Regions from separate parts of the Gadus morhua genome. Here region 1 is linked to region 2. Evidence: chromatin contacts called from public Hi-C data. All regions are on one chromosome and are shown on one strand. Each heading gives the region's core, a stretch centred on a gene start, on an enhancer-like site or on the middle of the called end of the contact. The rest is flanking DNA. Distances are from core to core; before and after follow the strand shown.

The links. Hi-C and Micro-C count contacts between places; a contact is called where the count stands out from the background.
Region 1: a contact with region 2 is called in a Hi-C map of heart, with 4 times the contacts expected there. The contact joins the promoter of xirp2a here to the promoter of dhrs9 in region 2. A contact is called at or near these places in 4 of 6 Hi-C or Micro-C datasets (blood, gill, gonad and 1 more).

Annotation. Positions count from the first base shown.
Region 1 is chr4:31,921,788-31,929,028 of gadMor3.0, forward strand. It overlaps xirp2a (xin actin binding repeat containing 2a), which reads right to left and starts at 5,052. Exons shown (of 10, transcript XM_030353403.1): 1 at 4,576-5,052. The coding sequence starts at 4,773.
Region 2 is chr4:31,640,753-31,647,879 of gadMor3.0, forward strand. dhrs9 (dehydrogenase/reductase (SDR family) member 9) reads right to left here and starts at 2,788. Exons shown (of 5, transcript XM_030353647.1): 1 at 2,642-2,788; 2 at 563-877; 3 at 1-65. The coding sequence starts at 875.

The DNA of each region.
Region 1 (7,241 bases), core at 3,802-6,301, 280 kb after region 2:
TGGGAATGCCGCCCGCGCTCTATTAACCCCTGCATGCGCTACGGGCTCTCGTAAAAACCTGAGGCGCATAAAGCCGGGGGTGAAAAAGGTGTGTGTCGGAACGGCCATGTTTACGGCAACATTTACAGTTGAACCCCCCCCCCCCCCCGCCCACACTATATATCACCCCGCATCTCTCCCTTGGCCTGTAATGTAGGCCAACTCACGCTTGTTCAATTACATAGATGACTCGTCCTTGTCCAGTAATGTAGGCCTACTCAGCCTTGTTCTGTAACATAGGCCTAGTCACCCTTTTCCTGTAACGTTGGTGTACTCATCCTTGCCCCTACTCGTCGTTGTCCCGCAATGTGGGTCTACTCAGCCTTGACTGGTAGCTTAGGCCTACTCAACCCCTATGATGTGGCATAGGCCAACTCATCCCCTTTGATGTAACGTGGGCTGCCAGGCCTTTTCATGGAGTGTAGGTCTACTCTCCCTTTTCCACTGGTGTAGGCCTACTGAATCCCTATGATGTGGGTTAGGCCAACTCTTCCCCTTTTCATGTAGTGTAGCCCTACAAGCCCATTTCATGTAGTGTAGTCCTACTCGTCGATGTCATGTACATGACCTTGGCTTGGATGACCACGACGATAGCAGAAGAAAAAAAAGTAATATACTCTGGGGTAATTTGAGGCTGGCGACATGACAGTTACGAGTGACAAAAAGCCGTGACAAATGGCAACGTTGATTAGCTTTTGCGGAAAAAAAGGAATGAAAATGTCAAAGGAAAAGGTCGGACTAAATGACACGGCCAAGTATCAATTTCAGCTAATAAAAAATGGCGAGCGGCACCCAGCAGCTGGGAAGTTAAGAGGGAAGAAGAGCCCTCCGCCAAAATAAAATCCCCCAATCAGATTCACACATTAATACAGTCCTTAGGGTGACTCAATCATGTTGGTAAACCTAAGGTCTTAACACACCCTTGTGTAGTCTCATTACGACATTGTGCGGTATTTTGAACAAAGTTCAAAATAGCTGTACCACCACACAAAATCTCAAGTCAACTATCAACCAGCCAATCACAAGAGGGACCATGAGCACAGAGTTCCCTGGTTTGCCCCCCGGTGCTTACATCCTGTTCTGCTCGAAAAGGCATGACATTTCGGGAAAGCGAAACAGAGTTGTTTGAAACCCCCTGTTCAAGCGTGAGCGAGAAAAAGCCCATTACCACAAGTACCTCCCTGCCTCCCATCTACTTCACATCTACTCCCATCAAACGCCACGGCGCGGAGGCCCTAATGGCGGCGCTTGTGTGTCTAGTGCTTTGGCGATGCGTTTATTCCGAAGGATCTGCTGAGAGGAGCAGCCAGCTGCAGTCTCGACTCTCTCGGGGGTCAGGGGTCCATCGCGGTCAGCAGCTAGCTGAATAATAACACAGCCGGATGAGGATGACGGTTTGGTGGCGTAATAGCGTTGGGTTCCTTCTCATATCCCTCTGCTGAGGAATGAAAAGGCACGCAGCTCGCATTTGTCCACGTGTTCTGTTTATTGCTCTCCCTCCCACTCTCTCTCTCTCTCTCTCTCTCTCTCTCTCTCTCTCTCTCTCTTTCCACTCTTTCACTCCCTCCACTCTCTCTCTCTCTATCTCTCCCACTCCACTCTCTCTCTCTCCCTCCCACTCTCTCTCTCTTCTCTTTCTCTCCCACTCTCACTCTCTCTCTACACTTTCTCTCCAACTCTCTCTCTCTCGCCCTGCTCTCTCTCCCACTCTCCCTCTCCACGCTTTCTCTCCCTCCCACTCTTTTCCTATCCACCCTTTCTCTCCCACTCCCTCTATGCTTAATTTTTCCATCACTCTTTTCCTCTTCCTTTCTCTTTCTATGCACAAAATGTTTCGCTCTCTCCACTCCCTCTTTCTTTCCACATCCCCTGTCCAACTCTCTCTCTCTCTCTCTCTCTCTCTCTCTCTCTCTCTCTCTCTCTCTCTCTCTCTCTCTCTCTCTCTCTCCCAGGGCTGCCAAACATGGCCTATGTGCCAATTACAGGGATATTTATAACATTACACTCAACCATGCAGTGTAGTTCCTCCAAATAATCCTGAAATAACGGGTTGTCCAGTGTCCACATCTGCCAGTCAGTGCACCGCCACTCAAATGTGTGTATGGCTGTGGCCGACGCTCTGACAACAAAAAACTACAGATCCCACAATGCATCCGCAATTCACCTACTAGCAGTAGTAGGTAAATAGTTTATTCATGATCTACTTAACTCGCAGTTCAGTCATTTGTCCTACTTCTGCTACTTATAATACTCATTAAAGTCGTGGACAACAGGACTGAAACAACGTTGCTTCATTCACCTGCACTGTCCATGTGAGTGTACTTAAGTAATTCGCTAAGTGGGAAAGAGGGAAAGCAGACTCCAATCATCACTGAAGTGAGAAGGAAATCGATTGACATGAGGTTGCAATGGACTTGATTGAACATAATTTCCCGATGCTTAATGCACACCTTGATAACCTCAATTAACATAATTAAAAGTGAATCCCAGATTGCTATTGTGCATTTTTTTAGCATTAGCAATTCAGCTATTTAACAATTAATTAATAATCAGCTTGGCCCCTGACACTGAAAAACCGAGCGGGCAGTTGATCTGAGTTGAGTAGAGTTCAGCTGGTTTGACCGTTGACCCCTCTATCCGGGGAGGAACTTGGGAACTAGTTCAAAACCCTGAAATAGATTTTTCTTCCATGGCTAGAGACAGAGAGAGAGAGAGAGAGAGAGAGAGAGAGAGAGAGAGAGAGAGAGAGAGAGAGAGAGAGAGAGAGAGAGAGAGAGAAACAAAATATACTGATATAGAGAGCGGGAGAGGGATATTGATAGAGAGGGAGAATGAGAGAGAGGGAGAATGAGAGAGAGAGAGAGAGAGAGAGAGAGAGAGAGAGAGAGAGAGAGAGAGAGAGAGAGAGAGAGCAAGATAGAGAGAGCAGAGAGAAAGAAAGAGAGTATTCCAGTGATTCCTGGTAAACTTTTTGAGTGTCTCCTGCTGATGTAGCGCCAGACTCAGCTCCCCATCACAGGCTTCTGGTTCAATAGGAGAGAGCAGAATATCTCTCTGGAACGACCCCATTACCGACTCCGACAGGCTTACATTTTCCTTCTGGAGAGGCCAATTCCCAACCGGAAAAAAGGAAAAACCCAGTTGAAAAAAAAGTAACAAGGCAAAAAGCCAAGGAGAGGAGGAGTTTGACTGTGACCTTCAGCCACCAGCAAGAGAAAAGGGCCAAGTCAGCGATTTGAACCCAACCGGAAAACTAAAAAAGAAACAAACCGGGAGCTGTAATCATAGCTCTGCTGCCGACCGAGTTACAAACACGCTACCGTATCCACGGCAACACCACAGGCAGTTTAACCTGCGTCTTTCGGAAAAAAATTGAAAACTGATTTTGCACACAAAACTATTTCTTAGCTTCAAGGTCCAGCACCCATTGCCTACGGTATAGGGATTCAAAAGGTTTCATATTCACAAATGTATTGCACACACACACATAGACATGCACACGCACACACACACAGGCACAGCCTCACAGTGTCGCATTGCATAGGAAAGTTGAGATCACCACCCACACACGAACACACACACACACACACACATACACAATCCCCTCCCCCCCCCCCCCCCACACACACACAAGCCATTGAATGAACTGAAGGTAAAGGTCCAGCAGTTCATGAATATTTCAATATATTGAAAATCTGATAAATGCCCCAACAGTGTTAAAAATGCAGTCAAACCTCAGCCAGTGGAAAATATACCACCAGAGAGGTGTAGTTAACGATCGGTTAGCTACATTGACAGTTTATTTTGACCCAGGTGGTGCCATGGCTGTGTTCCAGCTCATTGGAAATGTGAAAGTTCAAAATGAAATGTGTGCCATCTCAGCTGATGCATAGATGTTGTGTGAGAGCTCATGAGAAAATTAAAAGTTCCTGAAATGAAAGCTCAGGAAATAAACATTTGGTGACATATTATTTAAGAAAATAAACATGATAAACATTTGTGACATGTCATTTAAGAAAATAAACGTTGTAAACATTCGGTGACACGTAATTTAAGAAAATAAAAGTTGTATTCTTATCTCGTCTTAAGAAAAGAAAGATTCTGCACTATTCAATGTCCGAATACTAAAAACGGTGACATTTCCTTGAAGACACTACACTGACACCTCGGTCTAAGAAAAAAAAGGTTCTGCGACACATGAGAAAATAAATGTTCTGTGACACGTCATCGAAGAAACGAAAAAGAGAGTTCTCTGACATGTCGTTTAGGAAAGTAAACCTTCCCTTCAACCTCATTTTAAGAAAATAAAAGTTCACAAGCAATTCATCAAAATTCCATTCTGTCTCATCTGCAGAGCCGGTGCCAGTCGGGCCGGATCAAACAGCAACTCTTAAAGCACTCTAAAACACTACATAAATCAATAATAACAGTAAAATAAACCTGACCTTACACAACCACCTTTCCAGCCTTCCAGCGGAGAACCAAGGAGCCGACTCAGCAAAGTAAAAGTCCCGTGGGAGCGGGCGCCCTACTCACTGCGGAGGAGGCCGGCGTCTCGAACACCCTGCGCAGGTCTTTCAGTCGCACGTCGAAGCGCTCGCTGCTTTTGGCCTCCGTTGCCGTGGCTGCGGCTCCGGGTCCAGGGGGGCGACAGGAAGTGGAGCGCGGGGTCAGTGACACGCCGCTTCCCCCCCCGGCCTCCGCCTCGTCTCCGTTTCCTGATTGAGTTTCCATTGTTGTCGGGACGCGTATCTCCTTTCCCTCCACGTTCGCTTCTCGCTCCCCTTAGCTCACCCTGTCTCTCTCTCTCTCTCTCTCTCACTTAATTCTGGTGTCTCTCTACCCTCGTCTTGCCCTCTCTCCCTTTCTCTCTCTCCGTCTCTTGTGATTACACAAGCAGTTAAATCAGCCAACTCTCTCTCTCACCCCTTGTTACCTCCTGTCTCTCCTTCTTGTGGTCTTTACACACACAAGCAGTTAACTCAGCAGTCTCCCCCCTCTCTCTCTCTCTCTCTCTCTCTCTCTCTCTCTCTCTCTCTCTCTCTCTCTCTCTCTCTCTCTCTCTCTCTCTCTCTCTCTCTCTCTCTCTCTCTCTCTCTCTCTCTCTCTCTCTCTCTCTCTCAGCTCAGAAGGCTCGAATCTAAAAGATTCACAGGTGGTTAAAGAGAATTCAAGAAAGAGAGAAAGAAGGAATGGAAAGAGTAATGGTAAGAAAGTGGTCAGAGAAGAGTGCTCTCTCACGCTCTCTGTGTGCAGACATGGGAAGAGGAGGAGAAGAGAAGGAAAGCTGGAGGAGGGAAAATAAGCTTTAGCCCTCCCTTTGCACACACACACACACACACACACACACACACACACACACACACACACACACACACACACACACACACACACATATAAACAACTGACACATGCCTCCTCAATATCCACTCACTCTCAAAGAGAAAGAGAGGAACGGACAAATAAAGACACTTAACAAAGACAAAAAAGCGGAAGGGAGAAGGAAAACTGAATAAACAAGAACCACACCAGCCCAGCCGAGGCAGGTCTGAGTCAGTTTCGGAGCCACCGGCTAACAGTGCAATTCCCAGCGCAGGAAGCCAGACAAAAGCCCTGATGCCGTCCGGGAAGGGGAGCGGAGTCTGATTTGAAACCCCCTCCCCCACTCCCACATCGCCTGTTCTGCAATCACTCCGTCGCTCGCAGTCACTTTCAGACTTGTTTAGGGAGAATCTCATTATCCAATAAAGCCTGTGAATCACCACGGGCCTAACGAACGCTGATCCCTGCCGGCTTGGGGAGTCGCCATGACTACAGATCCATAATTTTTCGTATTGTTCACCGGTGAACCGCCGCTGTCACCGCCCGCAGACAGCGAATTCCCTGGCGATCGTTTTTTTCCCCCCCGCTCTGTGTGCCAACGAGGAAGGACAGGAAGTTGGTTTGAATTGGCACATTAATTATGCTGGTTTCCTGTTTGGGTATCCACACACTCTCGCTTTCCATCTTCCTGTCGCCGTTTGACTGCTTGTTCTCACAGTGTGTGGCATTCTCTCACGGTGAGAATGTCCTTGAGTTTTCCCTGTGTTTGTGTTTTTATTTGTTTTTATGCGTGTGTGTCTGTGTGTTTGTTTATGTGGGTATGTGTTTGTTTGTGTGTGAGTTTGTGCTTTTTTAACAAGTTTGAGGGGAAAACAAAGATGTGCCAAACCACGGTAGAGAGAGTGAGCAGAGAGAGAGAGTGAGCAGAGATAGAGAGAGTAACAGTTAGCAGACAGAGAGAGAGAGAGAGAGCGAGAGAGAGAGAATAAGCAGTGAGAGAGAGAGAGAGAGAGAGAGAGAGAGAGAGAGAGAGAGAGAGAGAGAGAGAGAGAGAGAGAGAGAGAGAGAGTTAGCAGAAAGAGAGAGAGAGAGACAGAAAGAGAGAGACAGAGAGAAAGGAGAGTGAGAGAGAGACGGAGGGAGAGAGAGAGAGAGAGAGACGAGAGAGAAGCTGAGAGAAAGGAAAGAGAGAGAGAGACAGAGAGATATATTGGTGTCTGGAAAAGACAGCGCTGAGAGCTGAGATCGAGCATTGATAGATACTTACTGCGAGCCTCGCAGCCATGAATGACAGAATGAGGAGAAAAGAAAAAAAACAAGAGCGAGAGAGCGAGAAGGACAGGGAAACAGGGCCTGAAACAGAGGCGTTGACGGATCGCTATTCAACAGCAATTGGTTTCTTGGATGGCTGTAAATCCGAAACGAGCGGGTCCTAATGAATGGCCTGCTGATAGGAGCCCACTCCGAAGGCCGGGGCAGTGGACACGGCGGTGGATGCATAATTAAGAGGGCGCCATGGTTACAGTACACCTGCGAGAGAGTCACTTTCAGTTGGCTCTAGTGTTTGGGTCAATGCTTATTTTATCGGATCCGAGGGGTGAGGTAACTCGCCTGCGGATCCGATGTTCGCTCCGTTACACAACACCTCGCGGACCTGCATCCTGTTCTGCTAATGAGATTCACAACCGCGTCTCTCTCCCGGTTCTAATTAGAATGTCTCTGAGGTTCTTTGGCTCTATATTTAGCGAAACATATTAATGCACCTTGATATGCACATATGGCAGCCGGATAGGCATACAGTTAGCGTACGCGCATACACACACAAACACACACACACAAACAGACGCACAAACACACACACGCATGATTTAAGCTAAGGC
Region 2 (7,127 bases), core at 1,538-4,037:
GGTCAGCCAATCCCATGGCGAAGACGGCGTGGCCACCCCGGCGTTGTTGACCACCGCCCACAGGCCTGAGGAACACACACACACACACACACACACACACACACACACACACACACACACACACACACACACACACACACACACACACACACACACACACACACACACACACACACACACACACACACACACTAACTTTTGTAGAACTGTAAGATCGAGGTTCCAGGAGTATTAATTTTCTGTTTCAAAAAAGGTGTTTCTGAACCACAGTGGGCCCAAGGGCCAGGTTTTCACACAAGCCATGGACAGAAACCACAACAGGGGGCAAGCCCTGGTGGCTCACCCGGGCTCAGTACTGAACACAGTGACCCGGGTTCAAATCCTGTCCGTAGTCATTTGTTGCATGTCCTCCCCTCCATCTCCCATACCTTCCTCTCTATCTCACTCTATAATAAATCATAAAAATGTCGAAAAAATATATCTTAAAAAAAAGAAACCACAACACAGGGTTTCCTGCCGCTATAAAGTGCTGTGGGAAACCCTGCCACGGAACCCAACGCACCGCGCTCTCCCACTTTGGCCTTGATCATGGCGGCCACCTTGGCGATGCTCTCCTGGCTGCGGACGTTGAGGTGCGCCGTGGTCATCCTGGAGGAGCAGCGCTTACGCAGGTCCTCCTCGCCCTTCTCCGTGAAGCAGCCGGCGATCACGCTGAAGCCCAGCGAGTCCAGGTGGCCCGCCAGCATGTTGCCGAAGCCCGAGTCGCAGCCCGTGATGTACACGTGCTTGGTGGCCTTGTCGCCCACGCGGGCCAACTCCCGCAGCCAGCGGTACAGGTAGTAGACGACGACCGCGCCCAGGACGTACAGGTACATGCCTGAACCGCCCAAGAAACAAGGGAGATCGGACACACAGAGGACACACAGATAGTTATTTTATTATTTTACATTTTTTACATTTCACATTTTTGGTGGGAGATTTTTAAATGTGACATATTATACCACCGGGTGTCTGTGTGATTAGCCGTTACAAGACGTTTTGAAAAATCTGGCTCTTCTGATGTCACAAGTGAGCATGTCAACCTAGATGTGTGCTGGATAGATAAGTCTACAAGCCTGTTGGATAGATCAGTCTACAAGCCTGGCAACGTTTGCTACAGTCAAACGTTGCTTATCAGGTGGGCGTCGCCCACGTGATGTCAGAAGAGGACGATTTTTTGAAAACGGCTTGTAACGGCTAATCACACAGACACCCGGTGGTATAATATGTCACATTTAAAAATCTCCCACCAAAAATGTAAAACACACCCACAGCTGTTGGTATAATAGGTTAGCTTTAAATCCCAATTTCTTTTTCACTTTCGTTAAAAACCAGCTCACTACAGAATCGTTTGTCTCAGGTTATATAGGCTGAGAGTGGTTTACTGTATCAATGACAATAGACAAAGATTAAAAACGCAACAGACACCAAACGACCAAACAAAACCAACATTGCACACAATGTTCAAATATTTACGTGGTCCATGAAGATAGGACATTGCTTGACATAAAGCTCTACTGGGGAACAGGCCCACTGTTAGTTAATTGGTACTTGCATGCCGGCTGTGTGTAGGAAATCTGTACATAAATCTATCCTACACAATTATCTATTTGAACACCCTTTACCCCATCCCACTAATACTGCCAATATCATACAACTGCTGCTGAAACTGCAACAACTACTTTTAGTTGGGGTATAAAATGTTAGCTTGCTGTGTTTCACATGTCTAACATGGTTCCATTACTACTGTGGCCCACTGCAAGAGAAGGTTCTGTAGTGTCTGTTCTAGCTAATTGAGGGTTAGGGTTAGGGTCAGATTATTTTATCTCTTGTCTTCACAAGTGCCAGGAAGGTAAGCTGTCATCAAAACCTTGAACCTTGGCCACAATCTTTTCTCGTTATCTAGTTCTCCCTCACACACACACACACACACACACACATATATATTTATGTGTGTATATATTTGTATGTGTGTGTGTGTATATACACACACACACACACACACACACAAATACAGATATCAATCACACACAAATACAGATATCAAACACACACACACACACACACACACACACACACACACACACACACACACACACACACACACACACACACACACACACACACTTGCTCCAAAGCTCTCAAAATGTCCCAGAAAACTCACAGACCTACTTCATACCCTGCTGTTATTTTTTTGAACCTGCTGTAGGGAGTAGATAAAGTAGATATAGTAGGGAGTAAACAGAGTGCAGGCCTTGCTGCTGCCATCCAGGTCTGTGTCTAGCGCACTGTACTGGATCCACACAGGACTGAACCATGCAGTAAATAGAGAAAGGCTTTACTAAAAAATCTCATCATCAGTCTTGGTTTCGCCTAAACGTTCACAACTCGTTCAATAACCGTTTTTAATATGTCTTAATAGGCGTCTATCCATATATCTAGGAACGGTAGGCGGCATATAGGCCAATATATTGACCGCCAGCAATGCCTACATCTTGTCAAAAAAGTTACAAATGAATAATACTAATAACAAAAACATTGATTATTATTTCCGTCACACAGAAATACAAAACAGACGGTGCAGTGAAAAGAAAATGCTTACTTTCTGCTGAGTTAAAGCCTCCAGTCTTCAAGCTGAGGGAGATTTGAACCCAACGATCACAGCTGCAAATTCACGTGTGTGTGGAGCGGAAAGTAGCGCTCCTTACTCTGTAGGGAAAGGGTTACACGGGGCGGTGCCATGGGGCGGTGCACTTTCTCTTGGTTCGTGTTTGTTTCCACCAATCCCGAGGCTGGAGCCCGGATAGTATCCTGTGAATAAATGCTCTGACAAGGTATACGAAACTGGATTGGTCTGATGGTGTTGAAAGGCCACGATGGGGCTAAATTGGAAACCTAAAACGTGTTAAGGTTATTTAGAAAAATGTGAGTTGGATGCTTGAGCAAAACGTAAAAGAAACTAACTAATAACTTACTATTTTAAAGGAGTGAAGTGTACACCAGGTGGCAGCAACGTTGCAGATATCGGACTTCTTTGTATACTCTGAACGCACCACACGACAGCCCTTCTCTGTTCATGCCCTTTGACACCAATTCGATCTCATTCCAAATATTGTCGGCCAATTATTAATCCTTTGTTGGCTGCAACGCTTTGATATAATTTGGTTCAGTGGCCATTTAACAGATTAGACATGAAATTCCAAAGCAAATACACTGTGAACTAGGCCTCAAAAGGGCCAACTCAACCAGTGCTGTTTATTTGTCAGCACATGCACTTGTTCATGCTCTATTTGTGCGTGCATGTGTGCGCGCTTGCGTGCGTACCTGTATGTGCGTGTGCGTGTGTCCGTGTGTGTGTGTGTGTGTGTGTGTGTGTGTGTGTGTGTGTGTGTGTGTGTGTGTCCGTGTGTGTGTGTGTGTGTGTGTGTGTGTGTGTGTGTGTGTGTGTGTGTGTGTGTGTGTGTGTGTGTGTGTGTGCATGTGTGTGTCCACTATGGGGGGCAATCAGGGCCTACATTTGTAAATATAAAAAATTCAACATCACACGTGGATCTCCATTATACTATGGATTTAGCTTGTGCTGGTAAACATCACTTTAACTGTATTATTTTACCCCCAAGAATGATACACTCCAGGCGTAAAGGAAAAAATATTAATTCCAGTATTTTAGTTGATGCAATTAAAAACTCCCAACTTCAGCACTTTTGCTTGCAATCGTTAAACTTTTCACTCCTCTCCGCATGTTTTCTAATCATGATCTTGTGAGATTGATGTGGTTCCCAGGCTACCTGCTTTCTAGAGTTACCTTTTTCTTATCCCTATGTTTAACATAATGTACTTCCCTCCGTTCCTATAACGTCCCACTTAAAGTGGCTTTGAACATTTGTAACACTGCCCCGACCATGGATAAGAGTTAAAACCAGGGCCGGCTCTAGCCATTATGGTGCCCGAGGCGAGATCAGGTGCTGCCCCTCTAGGGGCGTAGGTAGCATTAAAGGTTATCAGTGGCTCAAAATTATTTTACCGACACATTCAGGGTCACTACACTGGTGATAAGGCAGAAGTGCTGCCTTATCACCACCAACTCATTCTCAGTAAAAATATAGACAAAAAACATCACAAAGGTTTCAGACAAAATCGATTTTTAAATTTTTATAAATAAAAATATTTCTCAAACAAACTTTATCATTAACAAATATGTGAACAAAAGCGCTATTAAAGCTCCACAAAATAAACTTCTGCGATAAACAAGTAGAATGATGTAGCAGTAAGAAAAATACACTGTTCATTTATTAAAAATTATTTCCTGTTTCCTCATGAAATATTTATAGTTCAGGTTTGACCCAATTATTAAGTCAGACAGTCCTAGTCAAAGAAAATATTATTTGCTTCAATAACATGTGTTTAAAAGGTGCTTTGTAGAATATAGTAGAGATCAGGTGTCCCTTCTCCAGCAGCTGGGGGCTTCTGCAGTTATTTCCTCATTGGATCTGGAAAGTTGTTGAGTAGATGAAGTAAGCCAAGCTAAAAGCAAGCAAAAACATGTAGCTCCTGCTGCAGAGTAGCTATAAGTTATAGACTAGATGAAGTAAGCCAAGCTGAAAGCAAGCAAACACATGTGGCTCCTGCTGCAGACTAGCTATGTCGCTACTAGCTATGTCGCTACTACAAATGTAACATCTACGCCTACATTTTTATGTAAACATGAGATGACTACCCCTTTATTGGGTTCATTCTGAGGATTGAATAAGTAAGTAGGTGATCCCATCCCCTTTAAGGCTGAGGTTTCCTGCATAAAAGCACAAAACAGTCATTATATGCTGTTTATAGGTACACAATATGCAGAACCTTGATTTAAAACCATCCATCATTCCGATTGGCTGCTGGCTGAATCTGGCGAGTACCCCTATGAGAAGATTGGTTAAGTCAGGGCATTGAAGAATTTCGGAGTTGTGAGAAAGATGCACCACATTCAAACACAAGTCCTGAGTTTGCCTCTCTGGGAGTGGTACACCCGTCTTCGCACGTTAGCTTCCCCTGTGGCACTGCCTCAGTGTAGTCTATGTCAATTACATCAGTGAGAAATTCCTTGCATTCATCATGAAATGCCTCATTTCTTTGGAAATTTCTTTTTAAGGTTGGAAATACCATGCTCAGCAACATGATTATCAGCCCGTCAAAAACTTCTTTCCTGAACGGTCACCTGAGACTGTAGTGTTCATCCACAATGTTGGCTGAGTCTTTAGCAATCTTCTAGAACTTTTTGTCTTCTAAGGCATTTCCTTTGTGTCTCCATATGTGTATTCATTGAATTCTTTATTGTACTGTGAGACCCGTAGCTCCTGAAGGTTGAACAATGAAATCCTGGTGGCAGAGATTGAATGATTTTTGTTACCTTTTCTTTTCATCCTCTTAATGGACCATTAACCACCCAGGCGAGGGAGATCTTTACTGCTCTTTTTGACCCTCTCTTTTTGAGGTATGGACACTTAGATAGATTCGGGTTTGGGGTGCTTTGTTTGGTGACAGGTATGGTCTTCTGCGTAAGCCTCTGGGAGGGCTGTGTGAATGTATTGAATTGAATTGAAAATATTTTTTTATTTCGAACAAGTAAGGGAATATAAAAAATAAACAATAATAAACAATAAATAAAATGATGGAACAAGTGGACAGTTACAATTAAGCAATATTTACAAACATTGAAAGTCACCAATTTAAAGATACTTTCCAACATTTGCTTTACCAGTTCGAAAATGTGTTCACCTCCAGACCTGAGACTATGTGACTGCTGACTGTCTTTTCTTGAGCCATGGTGCGGAGAAGGATGTTTGTTCCCTTTCCTCTGATATACAACGGGTGTTTGAGTTGGTCTACTCTATACAAACCATAGCTGAGCAAGCACGGTCAAGGAATACATATATTTGCACTATTTCATTTCTTTTGCTGGATTTCACTTTAATAGACACAATAGATAATACTCACTCCTCTTCACAGGCCCCAATATGCCCATATGCTTTCAGAGAAGCCTCCACACCGTTCTTTGATGTTTCAGACTCTTCGGTTGGTCATAATTTTATTCCTTTTCATTTTCCATTTTACCTATGTGAAGCACAGTTGGACGGGTTTGATTTAATCAGGGGCGACTAGTAAAGTTTGTGCTCATGTGCCTTGAACAGATTCCCTTTTATTTTAAGAAGCTGATCTTTTGAGTTGAGATGAGAGGTAATAGCTTGTGAGTATATCTGTTTTGAGGCGAGGGTGAGATTGTATTAGCCTTAAAGTTTGCCAGACTGCTTGCAAAGCTGTTGCTGGGGAATTTCAGCCTCTGTGACTTGATAACTCTGGACTCCTTTGACCTAGTCTTGCAAACTAGTTTTTTATCTTGAATGTTGCAACATACAGGGTGTGTTGTGATCCGTAGTTGTTTTTATCAGTGAACTCGACCAGATCACTGAATCTTGCCTTGCTGGTCCGCCTTTCCTGTAGCTTATAGACTTCTGATCTCCACCTCTGTGGAGTTTAAATGGCAACTTGGTGACCAGACATTTTAAGTTAGGCTAAGCCAAGCGCCTCCATACATGCAATATCTTAAGGTTACGACCATAACCCCTGTTCCCTACAGCATGAGTGAGGTATCTCACATATGGGGTACGCCTCCCCGCGTATCCCTCAGAAGCACTTTATCACTACGCCAGCCAAGATTGGCAGGCCACGTCTGACGAACCCAGGTCAGCCCCCTATGTAATTATCTGACCGTGCATACGGAGTAATTCAAGGCAGCAAACTCTTCTCGCTCACCGCAAAGAAGGGTAATCCGGTGAGATACCTCACTCAAGCTATAAGAGAACCGGGGTTACGGTCGTAACCTTAATTTCTCTTTCAAGCATTCGTGAGGTATCTCATGTATGGGATATGTTTACTCCCGTATTGCCGGACAGGCCAACCTCAACGATACGTGACCATTCCAATCATGACAGCTTCCTGCGCTCCCTATGAGTTCACACTCAAGACAGCATGAGCCAAGCGAGGCGCAGTAACGTCAAGTCTGTAACAACCTCGTTCCTCAATGATCTTGACCGTGGGGAGGA